2 separate regions of the Mus musculus genome follow, and region 2 is linked to region 1. Evidence: chromatin contacts called from public HiChIP or PLAC-seq data. All regions are on one chromosome and are shown on one strand. Each heading gives the region's core, a stretch centred on a gene start, on an enhancer-like site or on the middle of the called end of the contact. The rest is flanking DNA. Distances are from core to core; before and after follow the strand shown.

What was found. HiChIP or PLAC-seq counts read pairs in DNA pulled down with a chosen protein or histone mark.
Region 2: a BATF HiChIP or PLAC-seq map of CD8 T cells shows a contact between it and region 1, with 5 read pairs. The contact joins two enhancer-like sites. A contact is called at or near these places in 2 of 115 datasets of contacts at active chromatin or transcription factors (CD8 T cells and regulatory T cells).

What each region holds. Positions count from the first base shown.
Region 1 is chr12:73,605,024-73,612,554 of GRCm38.p6, reverse strand. All of the region lies in intron 1 of Prkch (protein kinase C, eta), which reads right to left. Among named protein-coding and RNA genes, the nearest start is that of Prkch, 24 kb to the right of the region's middle. Within about 2 kb of position 2,669, at least 80 of the 459 cell types and tissues checked have an H3K27ac peak or open chromatin away from gene starts, as enhancers often do. A contact at or near this core is called in CD8 T cells and regulatory T cells, where this site is marked.
Region 2 is chr12:73,886,328-73,894,013 of GRCm38.p6, reverse strand. No RefSeq gene overlaps it. Among named protein-coding and RNA genes, the nearest start is that of Hif1a, 18 kb to the left of the region's middle. Within about 2 kb of position 5,828, at least 34 of the 459 cell types and tissues checked have an H3K27ac peak or open chromatin away from gene starts, as enhancers often do. A contact at or near this core is called in CD8 T cells and regulatory T cells, where this site is marked.

The DNA.
Region 1 (7,531 bases), core at 1,420-3,919:
ATAGATGGAGTGGATCTGAAAGTAACAAGCCAGCATGCATAAGCATGGCACAAGCGCTGCCTACTGCTCGGCCTATGCCTCCGCAGTGCCTGACACAAGCATTTGGGGCACATGTCAGTCGCAATATTGTGTACCCTACAAAAGCTCCACACATCCTCGTTTGTAAAACAGAGATAACAGTATCTACTGTAATAGGATTAGTGGGTGATAAAGATAACAAATGTTAAAGATGGGCACATAGTAGGTGCACAATGAGTACAGCAAGTAACATAAGACGGTGGAAAGGTCCCAGCTATGTACTTTTATTATATATATATTAAAAAATAAAAAAAAATATGTAAGTTCACTGTAGCTGTCTTCAGACACTCTAGAAGAGGGCATCAGATCTCATTACATATGGTTGTGATCAACCATATGGTTGCTGGGATTTGAACTCAGAACCTTCCAAAGAGCAGTAGATGCTCTTAACCACTGAGCCATCTCTCCAGCCCCCAGCTATGTTCTTACATTACCAGTTACCTTCACAAGATCATGCATCTCCAAGCACAGTTAGTGACGAACTTAGAGAAACACTAGAGGGCTCACAGCAGAAAACACACAGGAAATGGAATAAACATTCGAACTCTATAAAAGGCTGAGCAAACAAACGGTTTCTTAGGGAGCTGAAGTATACACTTTTTAAAGAGCACAAACTGATCTGACACCTCTCAGGAAGACTGCATTTAAACTGGGTCCCAGCTTCAGAAGGAAACACTGTCAGTCAGCAACAGAGGGTAACAGATACAAGAAATACTTAGTATCTGCTGTGGGCCAATACGTGTGCTGGAAACCCAGAGGCAGAGGCTACTGAGGGACTGCGTCCTAACAAAGCTGCCAGTCACAGGATGGGATGAGTAACTGGTTGTAAGATATCTCACCCAAATACTGCAAAGCGGCCAACGATCAACTTGCTGGAGAACCATACTCAGATGGAGGAAGCAGAGGGGCTGGTCCTAACTGAGCTGGAGGACGGTGAGCAAGAAGATGGAAAGGTCAAAAGTTGCATACCAGAGCTGGTGCCCAGCCCATCACCTCATTGGCCAACTACAATTAAAAAGCTGCCAATAAAACTTCTGCCCTTTTTACGGGGTCCATAAAGAACTGAAGAAGCTTCCCCCCATCTTAACCCAGTCTTCTGCATCCACGCCTGAGCATCCGAGACAGAGGCACTGTTGCTGTCCCCTCCTGACCGGATGTTATCAGGCCACCTCTCTTTCCAGACTCTGCATGGGGTTGAGATGCCCTGTTTCTCACCCATGCAACCCAATGTTTCTGGACATTCAGAATGTCCTTCCCGCAACAGACCCCAACAGGCAGCCAGGTGCCTTGCCTCTTCCTGACTGTGACACGTGGGAGCTATGCCCTCCCCTGAGGACACAGCCTTGTAGGAGGCTCTAAGAAGGGATGGTGCTGACAGAACCAGAGGGCTGCCCATCGAATGAACTGCAGTGGGGACCTTCTCTGAGGGAGGAACAGGAAGGACCTGGGCATTCCCCTGCGGGCTCCTTAGCTCTCTTGGCCTTAGATGAATCAGCTTGAGAAACAAGTGGAACACCCTCCTCCAAGGGCACACTAACTTCCTCCCCTCGGCCCACTGCCTCAGCCACGCTCATTAAAGAGGTCATTCACCTGTTCCCTGGAAACCTGGGTCCTCTCTTCCTTTCCATCCCAGCAAAAGTACCTGGCTCCTCCCTTGCTGACTGAATGAGCAACACTAGAGGCACAAAGCACTTGTCATGTCCGACACCTCAGATGTGCCAGTCTGTGCTGCTGCTGGAGAGGTCATTAGTAGTATTGTTAAGCTTCTGGTATATAAATCAAGAAAGTAGCAAGGAGGCCTGGCTATAATGACAGGGACCCATGTCAGGTATCTTCTCTCTCATCTGTGCTTGGCACTAACCATTACTTCCAGGTCATTGAGCCTAAGCCAGAGTACAGAGCTCCACATAAATGCGGGTTTGGGGATAAACTATACATGCTCTGACTGCATCGGCCCCAGAAATAGCAGAGGAAGCTGCCGTGAGGGCCACCGGGGGGTTCCAGGACAACCAAAGGAGCCACGGAAGCATGCACTGGCCGTGGCATCCTCCAGAGCCCTGAAGAGAATCATAAAAGCATCACCATACACTGACTGTTGAGAACCACAGCAGCCCATCCCCCGCCCACCCCCAAGGAAAGCAATGAAATAAAAATAAACCACATTTTGTTGTCACCCCAGGATTTATTTCCCCTTTCAGCCTGGCACAAAGGCAACGAGATGACATTTCCATCCACACTGCCAAACCAAAATCCCTCCCCCATGTTCGGGGTGTCCACCTTCAGTTCCTCTTCCCATCCGCCCCTGGTCCTCAGGTCCTCATCGTCCGCCATCCTCACAAAGACACAACCAATCATCTGTGAACAGATTTCAAAGAAAGGAGCAGCCACAGAAAAGAGGCAGCTAAATTCCCAAGCCACTCCCAGACAATGCTGAAGATGATTTGTGGACACACAGCATCTACACCTCCAGCTAAGCTTCGGAAGGGAAGGTGACCAATGCAAAAAAAAGTCACTTAAACATGCACCTTCATGGCGGCTGATCAGGTGACATCCGGGGCTGTGGGAAGGCTTGAATCAAGCCCATGTTAACAGAACAGGTTCATGAGCTACAGACAGACAGATGTAGAGTGTCTGCTTCTCACCACTGTTGTTGAGAAAGCCCTCCTCCCGCACGTGTTCAGCGTGGAGCTCTCGAATACACACAGATGTAAATCTCTGGACCACCAAAATGGGCATGCATCTGCTTCTGCTATAAGACAAGCTCCCTTGAACTTCTTCATGTCCTGGCTAGCTTAACACCAGATATATACCTGCTCCAGCCAAGTGCTGAACCTAGTCCAGGCTATATATAGTAAGGCAGAGCTGGGGTGTGGGTTTAGCATGTGCAAAACCCTAGTTTTGGTCTTTAGCACCAAACAACAGCAGAAGTGATGAGCCTCTTGGCAAAGTAACAGTTCATTTTGAAATACTTCCAAAGAGAATAAAACATCTCAGGACTGCAGGTGGGGAAATTCCACACCACATCAACTGTTTGTGGTGCTTCCTTCACGCTCCATACAATGGCCAGTGCCAATAGTCAATCACGCCTACTTCTTCACTGTTTGATTGAAAAGAATAAAATCAAGCCAGAAGTGGTAATGCATACCTGTAATCCCACACTTGAGAAGCTAAGACCTGAGGATGAACTAAGACAGAGTAGTTTGAAACGACTCAGGGCTACCAGTGAGCTCAAGGCCAGCCTACATTACACAGTGATACTTTGTCTCAAAAAAAAGTCTCCATAAATTAAAAATAGAAATATTGCTCAGAGTGGATGTGCATATCTTTAATCCCAGCACTGAGGAGGCAGAAGCAGGCAGATGGCTATGAGTTCAAGGCCAGCCTGATCTATATATGTCATTCTAGGCCATTCAAGGCTATATAATGAGACTCTGTCTCAAAATGGAAAAAAAAAGAAAACAGAAAAGGTAAGAGAAAATAAAAAAAGAACAGAAAAAAAGGGCAAGTAGGTCCAATGTGCTGTGGCACAGTGGTAGGAGGTAAATCTCAAGTCAATTTAATTTGCGTTATCCCTTCAATTACTGTTTTGAAATGTTAAGAAATCCTGGGTGCCACTATGCCAAGCTTTTCTTGAACAAAGCAGGCACATCAATCCCAGCACCTATCATCCTTGTAGAGGCATATACAGAACATATACAGAGCATATACGGAGCATATATGGTATCCTTCCTATCCAGGGAGCCATCCTACAAACTAACCCTGGGGTGTAACCTTAAAAGGCAAATATTCAGGCATCCCCGTCTCAAAGTTATTCATCCTGCCTTGGAGCCACACCTGGGGCAGGTAGAGCCAGCTCTGTCCTGGAGCAGGAATCTTTCCTTTTGTTTGTGTGGAGAGGGATTGAGAGAGAAGGGTGGAAAGCTGACATGCACTATAACCTGGAGTCCACTGGTTCTGCTAGACGAGTTAGCTAGTGAGCCTTCGCAATCTACTCGTCCCTGTCTCCAACTCAGGATTACAGACAGCAGCACACTTGGCTCTTAGGAGAGGACTGGGGACTCAAAACTTGAATCCTCATGCTCTCAGCAGGCATTTTATCCACCGAGCCATCTCTCCATGGGGCAAGAATCCTGCCCTCCCTGGGCCTCAGCTACCCTGTGAAGAGGGGGGTTATAATATGATCTATAGGTCTCCAAGGAACCATGAGGACCAGCTGAGTTCACGCATGTGAAGCACTTAGCCTGACACCTAATTAATCTTCCCCAAGAAGCTACCACAGTGGCCTCCCAACCCTCCCCCTCCATTCATCTCGTCCCTCCTCCCTCCTGACACCGCAGGCCTCCAAGGCAGAGGCAGCCACACTCCCAGGTGCTGCTGCTCTTCAATATGCACAGTTTGCAGTGATCTCTCCACCCTGGTCCATTAATCTGTGGCTTGTCCTTACCCAAGTACTGAAAGGTGTGCTTTCTGCACCGAGAAAGGCTACAATGATGCACTTCTTTCTCATCTCAGTCTAAGCGTACACAGCCCAGACAAACCAAGTACAACATGGCTGTGGAGATGCCTATAAGCGACTTAGGAAAAGTCACAGACAGCCCCCCTCCCCCCCAGGGGACTGTCACTGAACAAGACTCCTGGACGGATGTTTGAAGGGAGGCCATTTCTGTGTGAATAATGCAGCACATGCTACCCTAGAAATAGTGGACAGAGGGAAATGATTAGTTAGGAAACAGAATAGAAACGGGAACTGAGGGCACATGAGCAAAGGAGCTTCTCTGGTGACAGAAATAGAAAGAAGCCCTCTTCATAAGGCCCCTGAAGTCGGAAACTGAGAAACCAGCCTGTGGGGCTGGACACACGGGAGTCTAGCCTCAGCCACTCCCCCCCACCGTGAGCTCAGAGCTATCCTATATTTAAAACAACTTAGTCCTGCACGACCACCGAGGTTCCTTCAGTTTGTACAGCTAGCGATCTGGGCCTAGGAAAAGCAGACGGCCACGCAAGCAGGCCTTGGGAGAAAGAAGACTCAACCCAGCAAAGGCCAGCAAATCAGGTCAGGGGTTGTAGCCTGTGACCATCCTAGCCATCTCATTCACAAGCCCATGCTATGCAGACCCACCAGCTGCCCCAGCTGTACCTACAGCTATGGGATGGTCCCACAGCAGACTCGGTGGCCTGAAAGGAACAGATCTGCTCACAGACAGCCACCAAGCACACACTCCATGACACTCATTTGCTTTTTGTCTCTTAAATTATCACAATCATTAAGTACTTGAACAAATGAAGGGGGAGAGAGTGGGGATGGAATAGTCAGGGGAGATTAAATTTGTCGCTAAAATCTGTTTTCAGTATGTCACGCCAGTGGTCAGGGTCCTTTCATGGGAACACATGCCGCACAGTGAACCTCAAGCCTGCCTTCTGTACCAACATGGCTGAAAAAAGTACCAGGTATCATCTAGCTTAAATCTCATCCTGCTTCCAATGGGCTTGGTCACACTAGGTGACATTTATTTCTGTATCTTGCTACATATCCAGCCTCACACACAGTAACTGTGGCAGTGGCTGTGGATGTCATTAGATCTCTTAGCACCAAGAGAACTTAGGATCAGCCAGCTCACTGCCCGTGTGAGATCAAGCTGTTGCCCTTCTATCTTGAGCACCCAAGTCACCACCCTTCAATTACAGGTTCCACGGTATTGGAGTGGCATGTTCACCATTTCAGGATAGGGGTGGAGCTTGCTAGAAAACACCACTAGAAATCAACATCCAACAGAGCATGCACTACAGCATGCAAAACCTGTTTGGTATAATATCCAGGTTCTGGGAGCACAGGGCACACGCACACTTAACAACTGCCCATCAAGGTTCTGGACCTCAGAAAAGCCAACCGCCCCAACTACACTTTCTTACACAAGACTCACACCTAGAAAGCATTTGTTCTGAATATCCCAGATGAGTTTCTTGGTGTTAAAGACAATTCTACCCATTCCAGCTTGATCAAGTTATAGACAAAACTCTTCTCTGTACACATATTTATGCTTCCACACAAATTTTTTTACATTTTTGCAGTGTGTCATGGGATGTTCTATAACAAAACATTACTCAAAATATTGCCTAGTGACCAAAAGCGAGATTTTTACTTCTCGCATTAAGTTTGACGTAAGGCAAGGGTAGGAAGAAACCTGTTATCCACCCTGCAGTCTCTACTCCGCCTGTTAGCTTAGCCCAAGAACAAATGAAACTCTTTTCCTAACAGTTTAATCCCTTCATTGTTTGAGAGGATCAACTGGTAAGTCTCCTCTGTCCTGTCCAATGTCATATTTGTTGGTCATTGTCCTCGTTTGGTTCTTCCTGCTGTGGTAAACCCCCTGACAAAAACAACTGAGGGAGGGACCGGTGTGTCCCATCTGATGCTTCCCTGTCAGTCGGTCACTGAGGGAAGTCAGTGCAGGAACTAAGGCAGGAGCCTAGAGGCAGAACTGGAGGAACACTTCACTGGCTTGCTTCCCTGCTTGTTCAACTTGTTTTTTATTCAACCCAGGACCACCTATCCATTTCATTCACAAACAAACCTATACTAAACAGACCTGCCAGCTGTCCCAGATGTATCTACAGCTAATCAGATGGTCCCACAGCAGGCTTTGTGGCCTGAAAGGAACAGGTCTGCTCTCCAGAAGCCTGGGCCCTCCCACACCAATCATTAATCAAGAAAATGTCCCCACAGACTTGTCCACAGACAATCTGATAGAGGCATTTTCTAAACTGAGGTCTCCTCCTTTCTAGATGTACCCGTGTCAAGTTTACCAGACCAACACAGGCTCCATTACCCCACAAACTTAGCCATAGAAAGACCTGCTCTCTTGCTTGGGTTACATTTGTTTGAGACTCGTTCATTTCTTAATTGAAGTTGCATTAAGCACCTTCTCTTGGCAGTTACTCTAGGCTCCAAGCCAGACCTTTGATTAATCAACCCCCAAACCAGGTCCTCGTGGCAAGTGCTTCACCTCAGTTATTGATAAATAGGAAATCCAGGCACAGAGCCTCCGGCCTGCAGTGCCATCAGCTGGGAGGCTGAGACAGGATGATAACAAGTTGTAGGCCAGTCTGCACATGAGAGAACCTACCAGAAAATAACAACCACCACCACCACAACAAAGGGTTGACTAGAATCCAGGCCACCTCGTGAAGGCAGCAAGTGTATATAAAGAGGATAAGAGGGAAATAAAAAACTCACTGAGAACAATGTCTGATCCCCAAAGAAACAGGGACAAAAAATCACCTTCTCCATAGCTAACGATCCCTGGCTGGGTTGAAGATGATACCACAGGCTTCAGTGCCTTATGTGCCGTTTATATTCACTGAGCGGGAAACATGAAGCCATCTTTCCAGATGCCAACTTTCAACGAACCAGTAAGGATTGCTCGTTATCAGTTCTCGTGTAAACCCTGGGGTT
Region 2 (7,686 bases), core at 4,579-7,078, 280 kb before region 1:
CCAATCTAAATGATCCTTCCTCCTTTGGGGATCATGTTCCTCAGCTGAAAAGTCAGGGAGTTGAGCTAAATCATCACAGAGTCCCTTAAGATGAATCACTTCTACGATAGTTTGTTGTCAGTTAAAGGTGTGACTCAGTGGCGGGACACTTGTGCAGGAAGGATGAGCTCTGGCCCCAATTCCAAGACCACTCAATGAATAAATAAAGCAATAAATAGATAAAATAATCCCACATAGTCCTTAGAGACATAGATTCAGAAACACACAGCAAAGGTTAGAACTGGACAGGTGGACAAGATTAATTTGGTTAACACTACAAAATTCCAAACCTTCCACATGGTATCAAAATATTGGATATTTTCATAATTCTTTCCCATGCGTTTCCCTGATTGGTTTTCAAACAGCCTCAATACAATGTTTATCTCAGGATGCACTGAGAAGTTGGACCACAGAGTGAGAACACGTGGGAAAAGAGGAATTGTAGAAGACTGGGCCTTCAGACTATTAGTTACAGTTTGTCTCCTCTTCCAGACACACACCATCTTTTACAAAGATCACGGGACCGTAACGATGAGATCTAAGTAGGCTAACACAGCTATGGACAGATACAGGCAACTTCCTTGTCGCCTGAATTCATTTGCACCTAGTCCGTTTAATTTGATTTATGCAGACACTGATACGTTTTCAGGGAAAAATAATTGGAATAATGCTAATGATCACATTTCAGGCATAGATAGGTCCCTATAGGCTAAGAAGAGCCTAGTGGGAGCTGACTCTCCAAGCAATTTATCCTGTAGGGAACAGTCTTGGTATAATAGGATGCAGCTACAAAAACTAAGGAGTTGAGCAGAGTAAGTCTGTTTTGTTTTTAAAGGCATTAGGGCTTAAGCAGTCTCCCTGGGGGACTCTCCTAGATGCAGAGTGCATATGGCTGTTCCTTTCTCACTTTGTGAATATTTGCAATGGGGCAAAACGTTAAGACCACTGAGTAGTGCACGACAGTGCATGACAAGGAACTGTATTTGATGTAAAATTTTAAATGTGACAGCATTTTAAGATTTACTATTCTATTTTTTTATTTTTATTTTTATTTTTATTTTTTGAGACGTCTAATTATGGAGATCAGGCTGACCTGGAATTTGCCCTGTAATTCAGGCTAGCACAGTCCTCACGATCTGGCTGGGATTACAGGAGTGAGACTCCCTGTACCTTGACCCTGCCTGGGTCAAGCAGCACTGGAACCTATCTCCAGCTGATATTTAATTTAGCAGAGCCCCCGCATGGCAGCAGCCAGGTCCATTAAGAAAGTGAATGTCCTAGACTAACAAACTAATGCATGTGGGACACTCTGGGCTTCTCAAGAATACTTTGGAGAGTTGAAATTCCTGACTAAGTGGAAGGAGGGGGCTCCTACTACAATCCAGCACTGGGTTATAAGACAGTGAGTATTGTTTTCTGGATATGGGCACTATTTAAGCCTTACCACTCCAGCATATTGGAAATCCCTAACCTATATGAGCCATCAAGTCTCTCTAGCTTCTGTATAGCATGAAATATTTTTTCATCCAAATGCTTGAACAGTTTTCCACTGAAGGTTGCTGAGATGCACCTTGTCAAAATTAGTTTTGCTTAAGTATTCACATCAAGCGGATAAAAACGCAATCATAACCATAAGTGATATTTTGTGTTTGCTTGTTCCCTCTGCTAAGTCTGCATTTTTCTTCATTGCCTAAACAATGAATTATCAAAGTTTTTACAAATCTTGCTGCCAGTTGGTTTCAGGAAATTATCAGACCCCTGTATGTGGAAAGAGGATTGAACAGTGTTTCCTATCAACACTGAATTGTCTATAAAAGCAGTCACATTTTCTATCTACAGTGTAAAAATGACAGAGATGTGAATTAATATATTTTTCAGCATGTTGATGTACTACAAAGTTTAGTGCAAGAGCTTTCAAACACAGTTCCCATAGTTTGTTCTCAAACCATCTAATTCCCTATTTAGGGTTCAGCAGACCAAACTTTTTCTGTTTTCTGAGACAGGGCCTCACTCTCCAGTTCAAGCTTGCCTTCAGCGCCCAGTCTCCCCACCTTAGTCTTGCCAGTGTGTGGATTACATCCCTGTAGCACCAAGCCTGGCTCAACCAAATGGATGCTATAGCATTGTTAGTTCCTAAAGAATTGGCAGGCACCCTTCCTTGCACTCTCAGACATCACTGGAATAGCAAACAGTTGCCATTAGAAGACATTTGTTGTCAGAGCTGTTTGATCAAGCCCAATGGGAAATTTTTGTTCGTTATGTGCCAGTTAATTGCTTTTCAATGTTACCTGACAACTCCCAGACATATCTCCAAAGTTAGCCACAGACCAAAGGCTCCTCTTTTATGACATTGGATTGGCTTCATGATTGCAGACTCTACATTCATATGTCAGTCTCAACAATTGTATGAGTGTGGCCAAGGTTTAGATTGATTTCTAAAAGATGTCAAGACCCAACTATTCCATCATGGTGTATGCCTCTTACACTGAGGAATAGCATTACATTCTTTAAAACTATATCTGAAATTTTTGGAATTGTCTTTTTTTTTTTTTTTTTTTAGAATTTTTCCGTATCATCAGGATATTTTCATTTCAAAATATCAAAGAGTTTTAATGACAGAACAAGGTCAGTTAGAGAAGAAGCGTCACAGTATAAAACATACAACAGTGATTAGAGCTGAGTGGGCTCAGTCATTTGTTGATAGTAAGGTATGTTTGATATTTCTTTTTGTACTTGGTGTAATTTTTTTTTTTTGAGACAGGGTTTCATGTAGCTCAGGTTGCTTTTGAACTCTATCTCCTGTAGGTCTCCATGACCTTGACCATGTAATCCACCTGCCTCTGCCTCAAAACGCTGGGACATAGACACGTACCACCTGGCTGAAAACTAGTCCTATTTCATTCTCAAAATCTAACCCATGGGAAAAAAGCACCAAGAATTGAAGATAGCTTTCAGTAAGCCTGCAACAGGCCTCCAGTAGGAGCCATCCGGCACAGGAAGCTACATCTTGCCTTCAAGGTCAAGAAAGAGCAACCAACAGGAGGAAGCATGCCGGTCACAGCCATCATTTGTCTGCTCTGCAGGCCTGATTCCATGTACCTTCTGACATTCTCCATGAGGTCAGTGTCAAGGTTGCTACTTTTGATGCCCAAGGAAACCCAGTAAGAGAAATGAAATATGAAGAAATAAGATTATCAGATAGGATTGAACTTTAGAGAATCACACCATTATAATATCCGAGAGGCATTTTTTTTTCTCCTACTCACGAATACACTTTTGCCTCATTGTGGTCCATAGCACTATTCCTTAAAATGCCTATGTGAGGAATATTTGGGGTGGAAAAATGTTATTTGAAGTTCATGGCAAGTTCTAAAATGGAAGTCACAGCATAGCTTCTGGAGGCTCTGGCACGAGGTCATACCTTTGGCTGTAAAAACTACAGAGCATCCAAACAGTTGCTTGGCAGGCTTGTGGCCACAGTAAAACAGACCACATGGCCACAAGGCCTCAGGTGATACTGCAGCTGGAGCTGCCCAGCATGAGATGGGCTCACTCAGATTCACCTGGGAATGACTCTACATGGTAGCCTACTCTGCCTTCTTGGTCACTGGCATATTCAATGGTGGCTGCTGAGAATATCGGCTGGAAGCTTGTAGCCCTCTCTCTAGCAACCTCCTGTGGGGTAGTAGTTAGCTGATTGCTGGTGAATTGGCACAGCTTTCCCAGTCTGGGGCAACTTGGCAAGGTCAACCCAGCTCAAGAGCTCCCTGTTATTTAGCTGAAGTCTCAGCGACAAGCAGGCTGTACCATGGCTTCTCCCACACCACAAGTCTGTCTTCTTCTCTTTACAAGTGCATCTCCTTACAGCTCTGCTCAAGAAACGTTCTGACTGTAACCTTTGGATTCCAAGTACATTTCCAGGAAAGCCAATCTCAGCAGCTATGCTAGAACATAACCCAAATCTCCAGACTGACTGAGCTTAGCAACCTGGTGGTCACAATTGCAAACTTTGTCCATAACACTTCTGTTGTCAATCCTTGGTAAATAAATGTCTATAGGCTCGTTCATGTTTCAAGAAGTTTCTTTTTTTTTTTTTTTTTTTTTTGTACAAACATATAAAGAGCAGTAGCAGAGAGCTGCAGAGAAGTACAAGTATTTATCTCTAAGTGCAAAGTGGATTGATTCACACTCCCCACCCCCCAGGGGGAAACAGGAGGAGGAAGCAGAGGAGGACATGAAAGTTCAGAGAGGTCAGAAGCACAAGGGTTTCTTAACTCTCACACAAAGAGAGATCTCTCTGAAGTTATGCTGGTCTTAATGTTTAAAAAAAATACATTTTAATACATTGTTACTACTCATTTTTATAAAGTGAGACTTTTAACTTTATTTCATAATTATCCATCCTGAAGAACTTGACTTATAGAAGAGATTGACCTGAATTCAAGCCTCTGTGGTTCAGGATTGGAGTGTGTGTGTGTGTGTGTGTGTGTGTGTGTGTGTGTGTGTACCGACTGCAATGAATTCTTAGCCCTGGGGGATTTAATGGCTTTGTATGTAGAAGCTCTGTAAATTAAAAAAAAAATTATTTGAATACCTCTCACAAGAACATCCTCAAAAACACTACTTTGAGGCCAGAACCTCTAGCACACTACTTAGGCCTACCAAAAGTCTCTTGCATGCTAATCATAAAAATTAAGATCCACTCGACTGTGGCCGAAACCTTTCTTTTCAGGTCAGGCTCTGGAGTCATCATCATAGGAACTCCAGATTCTTATCTGTAAACAATGAGTGGGGTTAAATAAAAATATATACTTGGTCTCTGACCTGGTTCCTGCCACAGAGCTCCTGAAATCCTTGTAATTTCCTGAGTGATTGGGGTACTTGGTGGCTCTTTTGTTCTAATATTCTGCCTCTGAGCCTGGTTTCTGACACAGATCCACCCATTTCCTGGGATCTCCTGGATAAGAGCATCTTGCATTCCTACAAAGTGACTCTTGTCATTGGTCCAAAGAAATATCATGCAGGATTAGAAGTTGAGGATGTTCTGCCAACTTCTGCCCCATCCTCCAAGAAGGCAAGAAGAGTTACAGGCTGAGTTAATAGTTGATCCTGCTGATGGCAAGCCTCTATTAAGTTCCTAAAGTGTGAAGTTGAAAGAGCTTCCCTGTTGGTAAAGATGTCCATGTTCCAGGAGGGCACCACACATCAGATCCAAAGAAACAGAAGCCCCTGCCTTGGGACTCTTCTGAACCTTGCTTTACCGAACCTCTTCATCTGGCTGGTCATGTGTAGTACTTAAAAAAAAAATCTGTTGTACTAAGTGAGTAATAGTAAATAAACCATTTCCTGGGTTCTGTTGGCCACTCCAACAAATTGTTGAATGTAAGGAGGGAGTTGTGGGAACCTCTGAGAGGTTGTTGGCACAGAAGCAATCTGGGGACTGTTGTGGATGAAACAGGGAGCAAGCAGTCTTGTGAGGTTGAACCCTTCACCTCTGGTGTCTGATGCTGTCACATGGTGTCAGCGTCGAGTGTAGAATTCCTAACTAGTGGCCAAAATCTGGCTGGCATGGGTAAATTCTCATCCATTTTGGCCACAAATGTGTTTCGTGTTGAGTGTGAATATAGAGAAGAAGAAAAGCAAGTTGTTCTTCCTACATGTCTGATGTCAGAAGTAGATTGCTGAAAGCGATGTAGGAGAAAAGTTGGGTTTTTTTTTCCTGGTATACAGGATGTTATTTGCTTACAGAGGAGTGGTATGACTCTTTCCCCCAGAAGCTTCCACAACCAGAACTTTCTGTCCTCCTTTCATGCTTTCGGGGTGATGACGTCACCTTGCTGATATTTGTAAGTATAGCTATGACTTACAATGACTTGACCTAGCAGCCTTTTGCTTTTACAAAGTAAAAATGTGTAAAAGCAATACATATTCCAGGCCTAAAAGATGGCTCGTGGTTAGGAGAACTGTCTGGTATTACAGAGGACCCAGGTTCAATTCCCAGCACTGACGTGGTAGCTTACATCCATCTGTAACTTCAGTTCTGAGGGATCTAACTCCTTCTTATGACCCTGGTGGGCATCAGGCATGCATGTGGTGCACACACAAAGATGTAGGCCAAATAGTCACACACATAAGATAAAGTTAATAAATCCTTTTGTTTTTTTTTTAAAGTAGTACATATTCAACAGAAACCCCACTGAGGATTTTGACCTTTGCCAGGCTGGTGGTTTGTCACACACGTCTCTCCTGTAAGACTGAGTAGCAACATCAAATCACAACCGCCAAATAGTCCCCTGCTCATGAGAAGAATAACCAACAGGCTCCAGTGTACCGTGCCGCTATGGTGCTACGGTATGGTGCATAGTTGGTTGTATGTATTCAGCATCCTTAACAATGTGTGGCGTTTCCAATTACAGTGGATGTATCAGGAGACAATCTCACCATCATTTGAGGAGCCCCTCCCCACAAAATTAGAAATTTTAAAAAGATTAACTTATGTTCAGTATAGCGTTACTTGTTTTTCTACCTTCTAGTTTTCGAATTCCCAGAAACTTGGTCAACATTTTCGGTATGGATAGAAGTAATATTGCCTGGGTGGTTCCAGACCTCTTAGTGGCTGCTTAGGCTTTCATCTTTCCCCATCCCTTTCAGCAGCCACGAATGCCAACCCTTCACACCAAAACTTGAGGTGTTTGGAGAAGAACTTGCGGGACGTCCCTGCAACCCCCTCGACAAAGCCAGCGGCAGCTGCTCCTCTCCTTATCTCTCTCTGCCTAGCAAGAGATGCCTTCCCTGCCCCCCAGCACTAATCTCGGCTCCCATGTTTGGACTTTATCATCTGCCCCGCCCCACTGGTAACCATCAAGCCTCCTCCCCTTCCTTCTCCCCCACCTCCTAAACTCCAACACCGTCTCCACTGTAGCCATCCCAATATGGTTTAGATAGTACCTTCTCAGAGAAGTCTTCTCCAACCTGAGTCCCAACCACTTTACCGCCTCTTGGGTCTGGGTGAGGCATCCTATAAGGGCATCCCCCATAACATTGTGCACTTAGGAGTTAATTGAATTAACAAAGGGTTGGAAGGTATGATATGCGCAGAATGTACTAGGTAATTAACATGTTCTGAATAAAATAGGGCTCTTGTCCTCAGGAAATTTATATGCCACTTTGGGAATGAGACAGTAAACGCAGTTATAATAAGGCACAATTAGCTCACAAAAGAAGCATGCACGGGGACACAGAGAAAGCACTCAAGTCCAGACTTGAAGGGTGAGAGATGATTATTTGGAAAAAGATTCATCTTCATTGTGAAGAAAAGAAATTGGACTAAGTTAGGCTTAAATAATGGGGCCTACAGGGAGTGGCTGGGAAGAGAAGAGAGGAAGGGAATGAGGTTTGGGCTGTAGGGTAAAGAGGGCTTGGCCTACTCAGAGTAGCGAATATCCCTGAGCCTTTTCCAATCACTCTCTGACAGAATAGACACTTCTTGAATGAAGGAGCAAGTGAAGAAGGCTGAAAGAAGAAGGGGTCAATATATGAATGGAGGACTTAAGCAAGAGGCTGGCATCACCCAACTTACTCTTTATAAAAATTGTTCTGGGCAGAGAGAGTCAACTGGCCAGGACTGATGGGGACTCGTAGAGATCA